Linked DNA regions of Mus musculus: region 1 is linked to region 2. A link is a contact called in public Hi-C data. All regions are on one chromosome and are shown on one strand. The core of a region is the stretch at or near the end of the contact, and the rest is flanking DNA. Distances in the headings are between cores, read along the strand shown.

What was found. Hi-C and Micro-C count contacts between places; a contact is called where the count stands out from the background.
Region 1: a contact with region 2 is called in a Hi-C map of cerebral cortex, with 4 times the contacts expected there. The contact joins two enhancer-like sites. A contact is called at or near these places in 4 of 484 Hi-C or Micro-C datasets (cerebral cortex, embryonic stem cells, nephron progenitors and 1 more) and 2 of 115 datasets of contacts at active chromatin or transcription factors (embryonic basal ganglia and forebrain).

What each region holds. Positions count from the first base shown.
Region 1 is chr4:138,840,285-138,847,937 of GRCm38.p6, forward strand. It overlaps a transcript of Pla2g5 not described here. Among named protein-coding and RNA genes, the nearest start is that of Gm32930, 19 kb to the right of the region's middle. Within about 2 kb of position 1,272, at least 18 of the 459 cell types and tissues checked have an H3K27ac peak or open chromatin away from gene starts, as enhancers often do. A contact at or near this core is called in cerebral cortex, where this site is marked.
Region 2 is chr4:138,519,555-138,527,177 of GRCm38.p6, forward strand. All of the region lies in intron 3 of Gm32549 (a long non-coding RNA gene), which reads left to right. Among named protein-coding and RNA genes, the nearest start is that of Gm32549, 27 kb to the left of the region's middle. Within about 2 kb of position 4,472, at least 28 of the 459 cell types and tissues checked have an H3K27ac peak or open chromatin away from gene starts, as enhancers often do. A contact at or near this core is called in cerebral cortex, where this site is marked.

The DNA.
Region 1 (7,653 bases), core at 22-2,521, 320 kb after region 2:
CTGGAATTACAGGCGTGCTCTCTCATGCCCGGCAGGCTGGCCTCTGTCAATAACTACGTTCTTTATAATTAGTGTTTATACTCATGGGTTTTCTGGCGGATCCTTGCCCTTTCCTTGTACAGCTGACACTTTCTTTTATGTGGCGGGACTGAATTGGACATTCTGTGCTGTCTGGTAAATGTCCTATCGTCTGGTGACTGTCACTCTGGGTAGGGGACAGAAAAGTGATAAACCTCCCATTCCACCATCCCCTTTGCTGCCACCATAAGGAGCTACTCTGTTCAGCACCTTGTCACCAAGCACCTGAAGAGGCAGCACTGGCTACGACCCTCACCCTGAGGTGTGGCCTGCCATTCTGGGTGTCCCCCGGTAGGTAGAAGGACTGGAGAAGAGGAAGGAAAGGACTCTGAGGGCAGGAGACTGCCTGCATTGGTTTTCACCCTTTCTCACCAGATAGTGATTCGGGATAGCTGTGACTCTGACAGAAATGGAGATCTATTTCCTAGAAAGACATTGAACCCTGCCCTTCAACAACAGTCCCAAGAACTTGAAATCTCCACAGGAGTGTCACACTGAGAGAAGAAAAATTCGAAAGCCTGGTGCCAGCCAGAGGAAGACTCCAACCTCTGACAGCTTGACAGCTCGCCAGCCCACACTGTGGGGTGTTAGAGCAGAGGAGATGGGTGAGTGACGTAGGACCACGCATTGGCCAAGGCCGATTAGTTACCTCTTGCCTCTCTTCAGGTCAAGACCTATGTATGCCGTGTCAAGGAGATGAATTTGGGGTTCATGAGACCTCTGTGTTACTCTTTCCACCATAGCTATGTTGAATACGTCTTTCTTTGTGTTTCTGTTGCTTCTGTTTAATTGGCCTGTTGAGGTCAGGTGGCTGAGCCTGGCTTGTCCGAGCTTCCAAAGCATAGCCTCTGACCCAAAGGGCTCTGGTGACATCATCACACTTCCAGGGCCCAATTATCTCGGAATCAAGGAGCAAACAGAAGGAAAATACAGTGTAGAAAGTCTCCTAGCTAGGCGTAGCAGCTTGAACCTGTAATTCCTACACTCCAGAGGCTGAGGAGGAGCCTGAATTTGAGACTAGCCTGGGCCACATAATGAGAGAGAAGAAAGGAAAAAGAACAGTGTCCTCCGCCCTGCCCACTGTCTGACCCTGCTCTCTGCCTGCTCCAGCACCCACGAGCTCGGCTCCTCACAGCTATACCCTGCTGTCCAGGTTGCCCCAGCTTCCCACAAGGCTTGGCAAAGGCTCTTTTCTCACTCCCTCAGATCCAGGCTCCTCTCTCAGCTGTCACTCTGCCAGACTGGTTTTGGCAAAGGAGCTGTGAGTCTCTGCTAATTTTCAGTCTCGGCACAAAAGTGGGAGGGGACGTACGGTGCAGGATCCTGTGTATAATTTAGAAGCACACACAGAGTTGCATAAACACTGAGTCCTTTTCAAGGCACCATGCATCTAAATAAACATAGAGAGCGGCTTCAGTGGTGGATGCAGGATGGGAGGGAAAATTTAATGCAACAAACCGAGGCAGTGTCTTCCCCCGGCCAGTGATAGGTTGCGGCATGCTGTGAGGGGAGACCACTGGCAGGGAGGGCTAAAGATCGATCGGCCAGCTAGGTGTTTAAAGGCCAGGTAGATGACTCAATAAGTAAAGGTGTATGATGGCTTGTATATGCTTGGCCCAGGGAGTGGCACTACTAGGAAGTGTGGCCTTGTTGGAGTGGGTGTGGCCTTGTTGGAGTGGGTGTGGCCTTGGAGTGAGTGTGGCCTTCTTAGAGGACACATGTCAATGTGGGCATGAGCTTTAATACCCTTGACCTAGCTGCCCGGAAGCCAGTCTTCTCTTATCGGCCTTCAGATGAAAACGTAGAACTTTCAAATCCTTCTACACCATGCCTGCCTGGATGCTGCCACGCTTCTGCCTTGATGATAATGGACTGAATCTCTGAACCTGTAAGCCAGCTCCAGTTAAATATTGTTCTTAGAAGAGTTGCCTTGGTCATGGTGTCTGTTCACAGGAGTAAAACCCTAAGACAGAAGTTGGTACCAGGAGTAGGGTATTGCTGTGATAGGCCTGACTGGTTTTGTTTGGAAGAATGTGGATTTGGGGACTCTGGATTTGGAAAGCAGTAGAATGCTTTAAGTGGGGCTTAATGGGCTATTCTAAATAGGAATATGGAAGACTTTGTTGCTGTGAATGATTTGAACTGTGAGGACCTGGCCCAAGAGATTTCACTGGAGAAAAACTTCAGTATGTGGCCTAGAGGCTGTTTTTGTGGTATATTGGTGAAGAATGTGGCTGCTTTTTGCCCTTGTCTGAAGAGTCTACCTGAGGCCAAGATAAAGAAATGTATATTAATTGCATGGGCAAAGGAAGTCTCAAAAAAGCCCAGCAGAGACTTTTTTCTCTGATTTAGTCTTATAAAGAACGTTTTAATGAAAAGGAGAAAGCTGAGAAAGGAAAAATATAAAATATATGGTTCAATCCATTAGCTAATGGATGGATCACAGGGCTCCCAATGGAGGAGCTAGAGAAAGTACCCAAGGAGCTAAAGGGATCTGCAACCCTATAGGTGGATCAACATTATGAACTAACCAGTACCCCGGAGCTCTTGACTCTAGCTGCATATATATCAAAAGATGGCCTAGTCGGCCATCACTGGAAAGAGAGGCCCATTGGACACGCAAACTTTATATGCCCCAGAACAGGGAAACGCCAGGGCCAAAAAGGGGGAGTGGGCAGGTAGGGGAGTGGGGGTGGGTGGGTATGGGGGACTTTTGGTATAGCATTGGAAATGTAAATGAGCTAAATACCTAATAAAAAATGGAAAGGAAAAAAAATAAAAATATATATATATATATGGTTCAAGTAATAAAAGGACACCAGGAAGTGAAATGGAGCTGAATCCCGTATTTAAGGAGATAAAGAGATTAAGAGAGGGGCTGGTGAGATGGCTCAGTGGGTAAGAGCACCCGACTGTTCTTCCGAAGGTCCAGAGTTCAAATCCCAGCAACCACATGGTGGCTCACAACCATCCGTAACGAGATCTGACTCCCTCTTCTGGAGTGTGTGAAGACAGCTTCAGTGTATTTACATAAAATAATAAATAAATCTTTAAAAAAAAAAAAGAGATTAAGAGAGTGGTGATCTCAGGGCAAGATCCCACCCAAGTAAGCTTATTGTTTGTGTTTGTAGTTGAACAAGGAATAGTTTGGAATTTTAATATGGAATAAATTACAATCCCAAAATGGAGGGCACACTTGTGATCCAGATCTTGAAGCTGGAAGACACAGGCTTTTTGATCTGGATCCTGAGGAACTGTGACCATGAACAGCTTAGATGCAGCCAAGGAACTGTGACCATGAACAGCTTCAATGCACCATTAATCCCAGAAGAGTGAGGCAAGCAGATCTCTGAGATCAAGGCCAGCCTGGGACAGAGCAAATTCTAGGAGAAGAAAAGCTTAAGTCCAGAGGTCTTCCATTGGTACATGCCAATTCAGGAGACAGAGCCATGCAGATCTCTGAGTACAAAGTCAATCTACAGAGCAAGTTCTGGAACAGTCAAGCTTAGGCAGTGAAGGAGTTAGAAAATAGAAAGCTGGTAATAGAATGGGGGTGGAGGGTGTTCCAGCCCTAGCAAGCAGCAGAACTCAGCAGCTTCACCCACATGCCTCTGGCTTTAGAGTCAAGAATAGAAGGGACTACTGGGACGATTGATGCTGGTTAGCTGGAGCTAAGAAATTAATGGTGATGAAGAAGAGACCAGCAACATAGATATGAAATCTTCTGGGAAGTGTTTTCTGAGAGCATAAAGAAGCTATGGTTCAAAAGTAGCCAAGGTTGTACCTCATACTGCAGCTGGACTTGGTAATATGTAAGAGTCACCCAGGTGATACTGGTTTTGAAGGTATGAAGGGGTCATGGAGAGCAGTTGAGGCTTGGCATTGTGAGAAGCCAGGGAAAGCTATTACTGAAGGTGCAGTTAGTTGCAGTTGATGGTTGAGTCCTGAAGGGGTCATGAAAAGAAGTTGAGGCTTGGCATCATGAAGAGAGCCTAAGAGAGGCTATAGGTGAAGTGTAGTTGCAGTGGAAGGCCCCAGTGTATTGGAGATGCCAGTACCATGGGATGATCACCAAGAGCAGCAGCAGCAGTGGAATGGAGTCAACCAGAGCCTTGAGTGCTATAGAGCTGGAGAAGTGGCATAAGCTCTTTGGAGGAGCCCAGAAGATCATGTGTGGACCCCAGACAATGGAACAAGAATCTGTGAAGCTGACTTGGAGACTTCAACATGTTAAAAGTGCCAGATCCATATGATACCTGCCGAGGAAAGCTTTGCTGACAGGGGTTGGAAGCATCCCAGGAGAAAGAACTTTGTTTCACTCAACAAAGATGAAAAAGGAGTAGATTTCTGAAGACTGTTTTGACATTAGACATAGAGATGCAGAGTTTGGAGTCTTCCCAGCTGGCTTCCTGACTTGTTTTGGGGATTACAGTTAAGTGATTGGTTGAATCTCAGAAGAGACTTTGAACTTTGGACTTTTAACATTGTTGAGACTGCTATAGACTATGGGGACTTTGGAAGTTGAACTCAATGTACTTTTTTTTATTTTGCTATGGCTAGGTATGGCCTCCATAGACTCATGTGTTTGAACAAGCCTGTGGGGTCCAGGGAGTGGAATGTGATGGTTTGTATATGCTTGGTCCAGGGAGTGGCACCATTAGGAGGTATAGCTTTCTTGGAGGACATGTGCCACTGTAGGCATGCGCTTTAATACCCTCGTCCTAGCTGCCTAGAAGGCAGTCTTCTCCTAGCTGCCTTCAGATGAAGATGTAGAACTCTCAGTTCCTCCTGTGCCACACCTGCCTGGATGCTGCCATGCTTCTGCCTTGATGATAATGGACTTAATATTTGAACTTGTAAGCCAACCCTAAGTCCATATAAGACTTGCCTTGGTCATGGTATCTATTCACAAGGGTAAAACCTAAACTGAGACAAGGTGCCTACCACCCAGCCTGGACCTGAGTTCAATCCCGGGGACTCACATAATAGAAGGGGAGAAACAACTTCTGAAAACTGGCCTCTGGCTTCCACGTCCATGACAGAGCTCGGGGACATGCACACTCACACAAATAAATACATTTAGTAAGACTTTTTTTTTTTAAGAAAATTTCATTTATCCCTAGACTCAGCAACCATCTTTGTAGAAAATGGCTCTAGGCTTGCAGTCACACATAGGCAGAGAAAGACACAATGACACCTGGAGAGTGTCGAAAAGAGTTACAGTCAAACCCAGAACCCTATGGAGCGATGGCTAGTCTCTGAGTGTCTCCTCCCAAAGCAACAGGCTGGGTGGCTGAGGAGATCATACCATCTAGCCAGAGGGAGACTCTGATGTCTCGCTGCCTTCGCAGCTTTGAGCTCACTGGTAACACCATGTCCATTTAACTTCACTCCTGTGCCTAGTTTTAGGACAAAGGCAACCTAGCCACAGGTAGAACCAAGCCAGGTTCACCCACGATGACACGCAGATGGCTTTCCCACCTACAACTTTCTCTCTAACTGCTAATGACACATGAGAGGCTGGAGAAACCCATGTGACAGACCTGGACGTTGTACACAACAGAGACCAACCCTGTGCTACTCAGGCCCACCCCCATCCCCCATTCCACACAGCATCCATGACATACACTACACCGGGTACCCCACTGACTGGCACTGAGACGTGACGTGGTGATATACAAATGACCTGGACTGTGTTCGTAGCTGTCCTGAGACACACGTAGCCCACAGCCCACAGGTTGGATGTCCCTGATACATCTTTGTGGTCTCTCAGGATGCTGACAGGAAGGAGCATGGCCAATGGGCAGCACAAGCCCCAGGCTCCATCTGGAGCGGCTTAGAAGATAAATCTAGGCAATTAAAATCTAGCAAATTTGGTGCACAAATTAGGCAGCTCAAGGCCGTGAGAGATTTAGAACATCACTGCAGGGGACAAGAGAGACAAGGGTTTATAAAATATTTGAAGAAGTCAGAAATGAAAACACACGTGTCAAAATGGAAAGTCACAGTGAGAGGCTGGCTAAACGTAAGGATCTCTTTCCTATTTAACTGGGACTTCTTTTTGTTTATGGAGGATCTCAAAGTCCTGGCATTACCTTAGCTCCATCATCACAATTTCAAAAAAATTCGCCACTTCTGATCAAATCCAGGCCTTAAGATAAATCGTCAGCCCCGAATTAGTGTGGGGGCTGTGGCTCAGGTGGTAGAGTGCTTGCCTGCCACGCACAAAGCACTACATAAAGACAGGCATGGTGGTTCATGTCTATGATGCCAGCACTTGGGAGACAATGCAGCAGGGTCCGGAGTTCAAGACCATCCTTAGCTAAATACTGAGTTAAGGCTAGCCTTGCCTATGGGAAAATCTGTCTATAGAAATATTATTTTGGCAGACTTAAGTCAAAAAACTTTTAGTGAGTATCACAAGCTTGTTTGAAGTGACAGCTACTTAGAGTGTTTATAAAAATAAGGAAAATACACTCATTCTATTGGAGAGTGACACTATTTTCTCTCATCCATCCTCACAGACGTGCTCAGTTGCTTTTGTTCCATAACGGCTTGTTCTGATCCAAAGAAGCGTTTGAGGAGCCTTGTGGTAAGGACTGGGTAAAATATATGCCAGGCCAAATACAAAACAACTAGCAAAAATTCAAGAGTCCCTCAGGTAACTACAAAGGGCATCCAAGCAGGACAAAGAAAGTGTGATTGTCAAACTGTCAATTTGACCACGTCATGTCCTTCTAGATGGAAAACCTCAAGGACTCCACCAAAAAATATATATATAACTATTTTTAAGTTTCAGGATATTGAGGTTTGGTCTTTCGCTGTGTGCTGTAATGATAAGTGCAGGCTCCCAAGACCTGGTTGCCCCAGAGACAAGAGAGTATACACATAAACCCAAGGATGCTATGTGACCTTGCTCTCAAGTTATTTCCGATTGGTAAATAAAGATGCCGACAGCCTATTGCTGGGCAGAATTGAGATGGCAGGGCTTGGTGTTCCCTGCCTGGAGACCCAGGAGAGACCACGAGAGGGAGAAGAAGGTGGAGGAGGAAGAAGGATCCATGGATTAGGAGGCAAGAAAGCATGGCCCTGAGGGACGTCCAGCTGGAGTTAAGAGCACCCCAGATGAAACACAGGAAGTAAGAACTCAGGGTTATCTATAGGAAAGTAGATTCTAACAGCATGGAGGGTGGGTATTTGCCCAGCTCTTGTGAGGTTTAAGGCTTATTGTAAATAATAAACGTTGTATGTCTTTTAAACGGGAACTGAATGACCAAAGGGAGGGAAGAAACCCTGGACTGGGCTTAAATCATTTCTACAACACAGGATACCAAGTTAAGACAGAAAAACCATCATTTGAAAAACATCCGCAGTGATAGGCTGGAGAGATTGCTCGGTGTTAAAGAGCACTGACTGCTCTTCCAGAGCACCTGGGTTCAATTCCCAGCACCCACATGGCAGCTCACACTTATCTATAACTTCTGTTTCAGGGGATTCAATACAGACATACTGTGATGGTTTGTATATGCTTGGCCCAAGAAGTGGCACTATTAGGAGGTGTGGCCTTGTTGGGGT
Region 2 (7,623 bases), core at 3,222-5,721:
GAAGCTCAGAGAGCTTCCTAGCTGAGCAGGAGGGGCTTGCCAAGCCAGGGAAGCCCTCACTTCTCTGCAGATCTGACTTTATCTTGGTGTGTGTCTCTTTCCTAAAGGTGGCATTGTCTCCCCAGGGGCCCACGGTAGAGCTTTAAGCTTTAAGCTCCATTTTTTTCCTGCCAATCGACCTTTGTTTCCCAGAGCTGAGATTTTTTTACATCGCAAGGAGAAAAACTGGATTTTCTTCACAGCAGTCAGTGTGTGAAAATGCATGTGCCATGTGTCAGCCTCAAACCCTATGACCACGAGTGTGTGATGAGCACACGGAGCATGGCTCCCTGGGCTTTGGTGCTCTGTAGCATCTCCCCGTGACTTCCCATAGCTATGGCGTTGACTGGAGCCTCTTGGAGGAGGCTGGCTTATGGCAGGAGAGGGTAAGCTCACTCTATGCACAGTACCGCACATCTGTGTGGACATGTGTATCTGGGTGTGTCCATGCTGTGAACCTTGGGCAATACACGTAGCCCTCAAGACACTGTGCACAGCAGTGTATCAATATCTTCTTTTAAGAATGTGGAACTTGCCGGGCCACTGTGGCGCATATCTTTAGTCCCAGCACTTGGGAGGCAGAGGCAAGAGGATTTCTGAGTTCGAGGCCAGCCTGGTCTACAGAGTGAGTTCCGCAATAGCCAGGGCTACACAAAGAAACCCAATCTCGAAAAACAAAACAAAACAAAACAAAACACAACACAACACAACACAACACACAACTTGAGAGCTGGGGAAAACACTCAGTTGGTTAAGTGCAAGCATGAGGGCCCACATTCCATTCCCCAGAACCCATGGTAACTGTAATCTCAGTGCGAGGAGGGTGGACAAGGCTGGATCTGGGGGTTCAGCCTGGACTACTTGGAGAGTTACAGGCTAAGAAGACTGTTTTAATAAACAAGATGGATGATGTCTGGGGAATAGCAGCCTAGGTTGGCCCCTGTGTGCTATGTGCACATGTATGTACACACAAGTACACACATACCAACATGAACATGCATATGTGCACATATGTACACACGAGAGAGAGAGAGAGAGAGAGAGAGAGAGAGAGAGAGAGAGAGAACGCTCAGGGACATTACATAATTCTATAATTTGGATCTTGAATGTCTCCCAAAGGCTCATGGGTTGAAGACTTGGTCACATGACTGTAGGGCTATTTGGAGGCTGTGAGCTTTTAAGAGGCAGTGGAAAGAAATCAGGTCTCTGGGGGACATGCCCTTGACGGAGTTTCCTCTCTCCTTAATTTTCCAGCTATCACAAGGGAAGAATTGTGTCCCCCAACTCACCCCTGCCATGACGTATAGCTGTCACAGGCCTAAAGTGGCAGATATAAATGTCATGAGCTGAAACTCCTCAGGCTGTGCCTAAGAAATCTTTCCTCTGGTTGACGGTCTCGGAAATTTTGTCACGGTGATGAAAGCCGATAAGCTCCCATAGCTTGTCCAAGGTTTCACCATGAGGAAGTTGGAGTACTGGGATTTGAACTCGAGCAGTGGCTCTGTAATTCACATTCCCAAGCCCTAGGAAATCTGGGAAATTAAAGCGTTTCCATGCAAGCACAGCAAGGGTTAAGCTAGAGCCTGGCCTGGGTCTTTTCCTCCATCCACATGGGTGTATAAGTGGGTGACAATTGGGATAGGCTGGTGGCTGAGTGTGTATGCACCTGCCCCAAGCTGTCCCCTGCGGGGGCTGACTGGAGCACTTCAGCTTTCCCAGGGGAAGACACCCTGTGGTCACTGCACCTGCCTGTCCAGCACTGACCACCATGACCATAGGTCCTAGATGAGTCCCTGTTCGACTTGCCCCCTCCCTTCATTTCTCTGCTCCAACAGAAACCTGTCACCTCTGGGACAAATATGTCCCCAGGGACTCATTTGAATCAGCCAGCTAGTGGCTAAAGTTCTCACTGTGTGCCTTAGAGTTCCTTTTATCCAGCTTCTGGCTTGCTGATTCTTGGTTGGGTGACATTAAGCAAGTTTCCCCCTCCCCCCCCCTCTTCCCCTCCCTCCCAATCCCCTTCCCTTTCCTCCCTTTTCCTCCTCCTCTTCTTCCCTCTCCTCTTCTTCCCGCTCCTCTTCTTCTCTTCTTTCCTTTCCTTCCCTTCCCTTCCCCCCTCTTTCTTCTTTCTTTCTTTCCTTCTTTCTTTCTTTCTTTCTTTCTTTCTTTCTTTCTTTCTTTCTTTCTTTCTTTCTTTCTTTCTTTCTTTCTTAGACATTTGCTCAGACCTCCTCACCAGCTAGGCTAGGCTGATTGGCCAGCCTTTCCCCCCTCTGCTCACTGCTGGAATTCTGAGAGTATGCAACCAACCACACCCCTCGTTTTCTTGGGAGTTCAGGGGCTTGAACTCATGTCCTCACACTTGCAGGGTAACTCTTTACTGACCACTTCCCCAGCCCATGAGCAAATTTCTTAATGTCTCTGAGCCTCTGTGTCCTCATCTCTAAAATGGGGATGATCCAGGGACCTCCATAAGACGAATGGAAGGCTTCTAGGACTCTGTACATGGAAAGGACTGAGAGAGGCACCTGCTACTTGGTCCCCCTCCTTACTGTTCATGCACAGAGAGTCCTGGCAGGCAAGTTTAGTTATTTGTCTGTTCCCCTTACAAGGGCGTGGACCAGCTGGTACTCCTTTGCTAGGGCCTGACTCGGCCCGGGAGTGTTGCTAAGGTTGGTCAAGGCTGACCAGCATCCGAATGAGGGAGTTTTAATTTTCTCCGGGTCAGAGAGAGCTGTGCTTCCAGGGAGTGGACTCTAGGTCCTTGGTCTCAGGGGTGGGCTCAGGCTGACTGGCCTAAGCCAGGGATGCAAAGTAGGGCAGGCGTCCCCAGGGGGGTTGCCGTGGCAACAAGGAAGTTCTAATCAGTGGAGACTCCCAGGGTTGGCTGGATGCTTGCTTCGGTGGGGGACACAGCCTGGTGTGTCTAAGGCGTTGGGGACCTCAGTGATCTCTCTGTAAAGCCGGGGCTGGGCTTTCAGTTCCCTGTCCTAAGTAAAAGGGCTTATGGGTGGGACAGCTGCTTGCAGCTGCAGAGGGGTCATGTGATGAGGCTGTATTGTGGCTATCTTCCCACAAACATTGCGGTGACATAGGACAAGGGCTGTAGGGGGTAAAATGTACACAGGTTTCTAAGCCTCTCCCGGCTCTATCTACCATATCAACCCCTCCCAGGGGTGTGGCCAGGCGTCTTAGGTTTTAGGAAGAACGTCAGCGTTCTGGTGATTGGCCAAGCTTGGGGACTTATGGGTCCATCACTTAGTGTAACCCCTGGGGCCTGTCACAAAAGCCCCCTGAGAGTTGAGTCTGGAGAAGGATGCACTCTGATTTCTTGAGCCACTTCTTTGTCATCAGCTTCTCCATGTTAGCTCATGGTGTCACTGGCTGGCTTCTCCTGGGGGCTGAAGGTCTCAGCCCTCACTTCTGGGTCCTAGTCGAGATCTGGGTAGCCGGTGATGAGCAAGGGCTACCCTGGCTTTGCAGCTTGGCCCAGGTCTTAGTACCTCTCAGAGAAGTATCTTCACTTCAAAAACAGTCAGCTGGGTGTGGGGACCTTTAATCCCAGCACTCAGGAGGCAGAGGTAGGCAGATCTCTGAGTTCCAGGCCAGCCTGGTCTACAGAGTGAGTTCCAGGCCAGCCTGGTCTACAGAGGGTTCTCTAGTTCATTTTCCTCCCTACTCTCTCTTTCCCTCCCTCCCTTCTTCCCCCCTCTCTCTCTTCCTTTCTCCCTCCCCCCTTTTCTTCCCTCCCTCTCCCCCATCCCTCCCTCCCCACTTTTCTTTCTTAGTGTGTGTACATGTGCCATGACATTCACGAGGAGATCAGAAGGCAGCTGTGGGAGCTGCTTTTCTCCTTTCACCAAGTGTGTGGGGCATCTCAGGATTAAACTCATGTCCTCAGGCTTCGTGGCAGAAGCCTTCACCTGCCGAGCCATCTTTCTGAGCACCAACTGTCTCCATAGAAAGGTCCCAAGGCCCCATTTCATGGAGGCATGGGTTTGTAAGACCATAGAGCAGTAGAGCCAATTTGAATTCCAGCTCTCCTTGGTAGAGCTGTGTAGCCCTAGGCTCGTGACATAACCTCTCTGAACTTTGGCTTCCTCATATGCAATACCAGGGAGATGGATCTTAGTGGCCTGGGGTAGCCATGAAGAGTATGAGGACAGTCACAAACCACAGAGTGGGCTCTGTGCTGTGCTGAAGGCAGGCAGGGGGCCTGAGAGGCGGGCATCCCGAGCCTCAGCACTGTGGAGAGGATGACAGTTCTGCCTTCATATCCTGAAGCAGCCTCACACTGCAGGAGGAGCTGAGAGGCCTCTGGTGTTTGGTTGCCTGGTTTCTGCTGAGTCGGAAGGAGCTGGGAGCTGGGAAGTGACAGTCTGCGGCAGCCAGGGGCCGTGTGGGACACATTCTTTGCTGAAAGCCAGTTTCCATCTTGTTATCTTAATGGCTCCTTACAACAGCTCTGGTAATTGTCAGCTCGCTGTTCAGATAGATGGGAGCCCCGAGACTGAGTTAACTGCTCAAGGTCACTCAGCATAGCAGCTTTGACAGGGAGGCCTAGCCAGACACCAGGCCAAGTGTCTGTGTCTCTAACAGATGGTGACAAGCCTTCCCAGAATCTGCCCACCTTTGTCTACCTTAACTTCTGCCTGCTGCAGTCTCAGTCTCTTGGTCCTGAAGAGCTCTGACTCTGAGCCAGATGTCTAGGTTCAAATCCTTCCCAAGTCTGTGAGCTTAACGTGCCTGGGTTCTCCGTTGGTCAAATGGGGGAGGCGATACTTGCGTCTACTCTGAAGTAATGTTTGGGAGAGTCATGCAGCCCATTAGTGTATACCCCGACCTGGGCCTCAGTTGTTCCATACGCTAAATCGGTGTTGTTGACTGAGCACGTATTTGGAGTGGTTAAGAGTTTGGTTTACTATCCATAGCAACCAATGAGCTTGGGGGTTTTAGTCCCATTCTCCAGATGAAGAAACTGAGACCAGAGAAGTGAATTGACATACCAAAAGCATCCTGGCTATAACGGGCAGGATGGTGCAGTCCATACTCAGCTCTGACTTTCACTTGCAACCCATGACTTCCACCTCCTCCCCTCCCATCTTTGAGTGACACTCCAGGGACTCCACTAGCCTGGGACATTGGAGTCCCTGCCCTATACAGAAGAGGTAGACCCCGTGCCTACTTGTAGGCTCCAGTCCTATCTGGGGTTCTTTTCGTTCTCAGACTGTGGCAGGCCCTAACTGGTCCCAGACTCTGAGCGCTGAAGGAGAAGTGTGTTTCCTCTGTGAGGCCTCTCTCCAGCCTCACTCTGTTCCCGGCCTGCCACTTTAGCCAGCAGCAGCAGTGGGTTACATAATGAGCAGCAGGTTACATAAGGGTGAACTAGGCCCTGGTGGGGACTGGGAACAGAGTGGTCCTCACCATCTAGCAGAGCGCCAGGCTCCCACACCCACGGTGCTCAGCTGTCCACCCGGGCCCAGAACTGGGGCTGGGCCTGGTATGATTACAGAGCATAAACGTTGCTTGCCTGGTGTGGCATAGCCCGGTCAGGGCCAAGAGCCCCAGTGTGGTCCTTGCTCTTCATGTCTTGATGAATCCCGTTCATTTCTGGACCTGTTTCCCTTTCTAGAAATCAAAGGCTAGTCTGGAGCTGTCCAGCACCCCTCCCAGCTCCAGGGACATAGGGCTTTTGTTTTGGAGAGGAGACTCACATCTCTAGGTTCTGGCTCACTCTCTGGACATTGTCCTCTCTGGGTCCACTTACCCAGGATGGAATCCAGTGTCAACCCCACTGGTACAGGAGGAGGTTAGGGGGTTCTGGAGGTTGGCAGGAAAGAGGATTGGGACTTCTCATTTCCTCAACTCCAGTCGCACCTGGATATGCTTAGCAGGCATTCATCATCTTAATATTCATGACACTGAGGCTGCCACTGGCTGAGCACTTCCTCCAGCCGGGTGCTGCAGGCTCCGTTCCAACTCCCAAGAAAACCCTATGAAACCCGTACTGTCCCTGTCCCCATTTAATAAATAATGCTCAGAGAGGGCAAGCGGCCTACCCAAACTCACACAGCCAATTCCTAGCCGGGCACTAGATTTCAGGCTTGTCATGCTTTGGGGACAGGAGAAATGGGGATAGCCAGATGGTCTCAACAATGTGTTGTGGTCTGAGCTCTGAGGAGTGTCCGTCCCCCTCACTAGCCGCCTCCGGGCCCCCTCTGGACTCACCCCCCCCCCACTGTGTTCCCTTTGTGCCACCCACAGTGGCCAAGGAAGCATCTGCAGGGTGGGCAGCACAGCCTGTGGGTTGAGTGGGCAGCTGGCACAGAGGGTCCTTAGGCACTCGTATTGTATTTTTAAACCCCAGCTCTGGCCAGCCCCTGCAGTTGGCTCAGGCAGGCTGAGGCTTCTCCTTTGGGCCTCTGAGGAGGAGGCTGGGCCACTGCTGCCTATGCTGGAGTCTCCCATCATGTCAGCATTTGTATGTGGGGTTTTGGGGGGTGGTGCTCAGCCTTGGACTGAAGTGATGTCTGGGGGTACCTGGGGCCCTAGCAGTCCAAGCCACTCATGGAAGAAGCCTCAGGCAGGTCTCGGGCTACAGCTCAGGCGGAGAAAAGCAGGATGTGATTAGCATTGGGTGGGAGAGGAGAGGGAAGGAGGGCTGGGCAGAGGCAGAGGTGTCCTGGGAGAGGTGGGAGGCCCTGAGGGAGCATAAAAGCCATTCTTAGATGGGAGGGAGGAGGTGAGTTAGCAGCAGAATGAGGACTCGAACTCAGAGCTCCTGGCGCCCAAGAGCTATTGTGGACCAACTTCTTTTCCATCCTGGCCCCAGGGCAGTGTTATTCTTGGGGGCTCTATTCTTGGGTAGGGGCTTTGCCTGCACTGTTAGAAGGTTGAGAATGAGGAAGAGGAGGGGGAGGAAGAAGGAGGATTCAGTAGAGGAGGAGCAGGGAGGAGGGAGTGGAAGAGGTAAGGGAAACCACAGGAGGTGGAGGAGGGGGAGGTAGGGCCCTGTGTCCTCCTTTGCCACCACAGGAGTTTTCAAGAAGGAACTGGATCAGATTTCATTGCAAAGGCCACCTAATGGTGGAGGAGAAACTGGAGTCTTGGGGTAACAGTGGGAGTGTTCCCTTCTAAACTGGGAGTGCTCCCTTCTAGACTTGGAGTGCTCTCTTCTAAACTGGGAGTGCTCCCTTCTAGACCGGGAGTGCTCCCTTCTAAACCGGGACTGCTCCCTTCTAAACCGGGAGTGCTCCCTTCTAGACTGGGAGTGCTCCCCTCTAAACCAGGAACATCTGCCAATTCTCCTTCTCAATCCAGAGTTGTGATGGTGCTGAAAATTAAAGGGTTGGGAAATGTTTGCGGGAGAAACACCATGAAATGAAAGTCGGGTACAGTGCATGGGATCCCTGGCCTTCGCCCCAAGATGGATGCTGTCAGGGGGTATGACTGTCTTTACCACACTGTGTAAATCATTAGCACTTAGTACTCATTTTAAGCCTTGAGCAGGGAGCGGCACACCCTTTCTGCTAACTTTACAATGACCTGTTTTGTTTTTGTTTTTAAAGAAGTTCTTTTATTTCT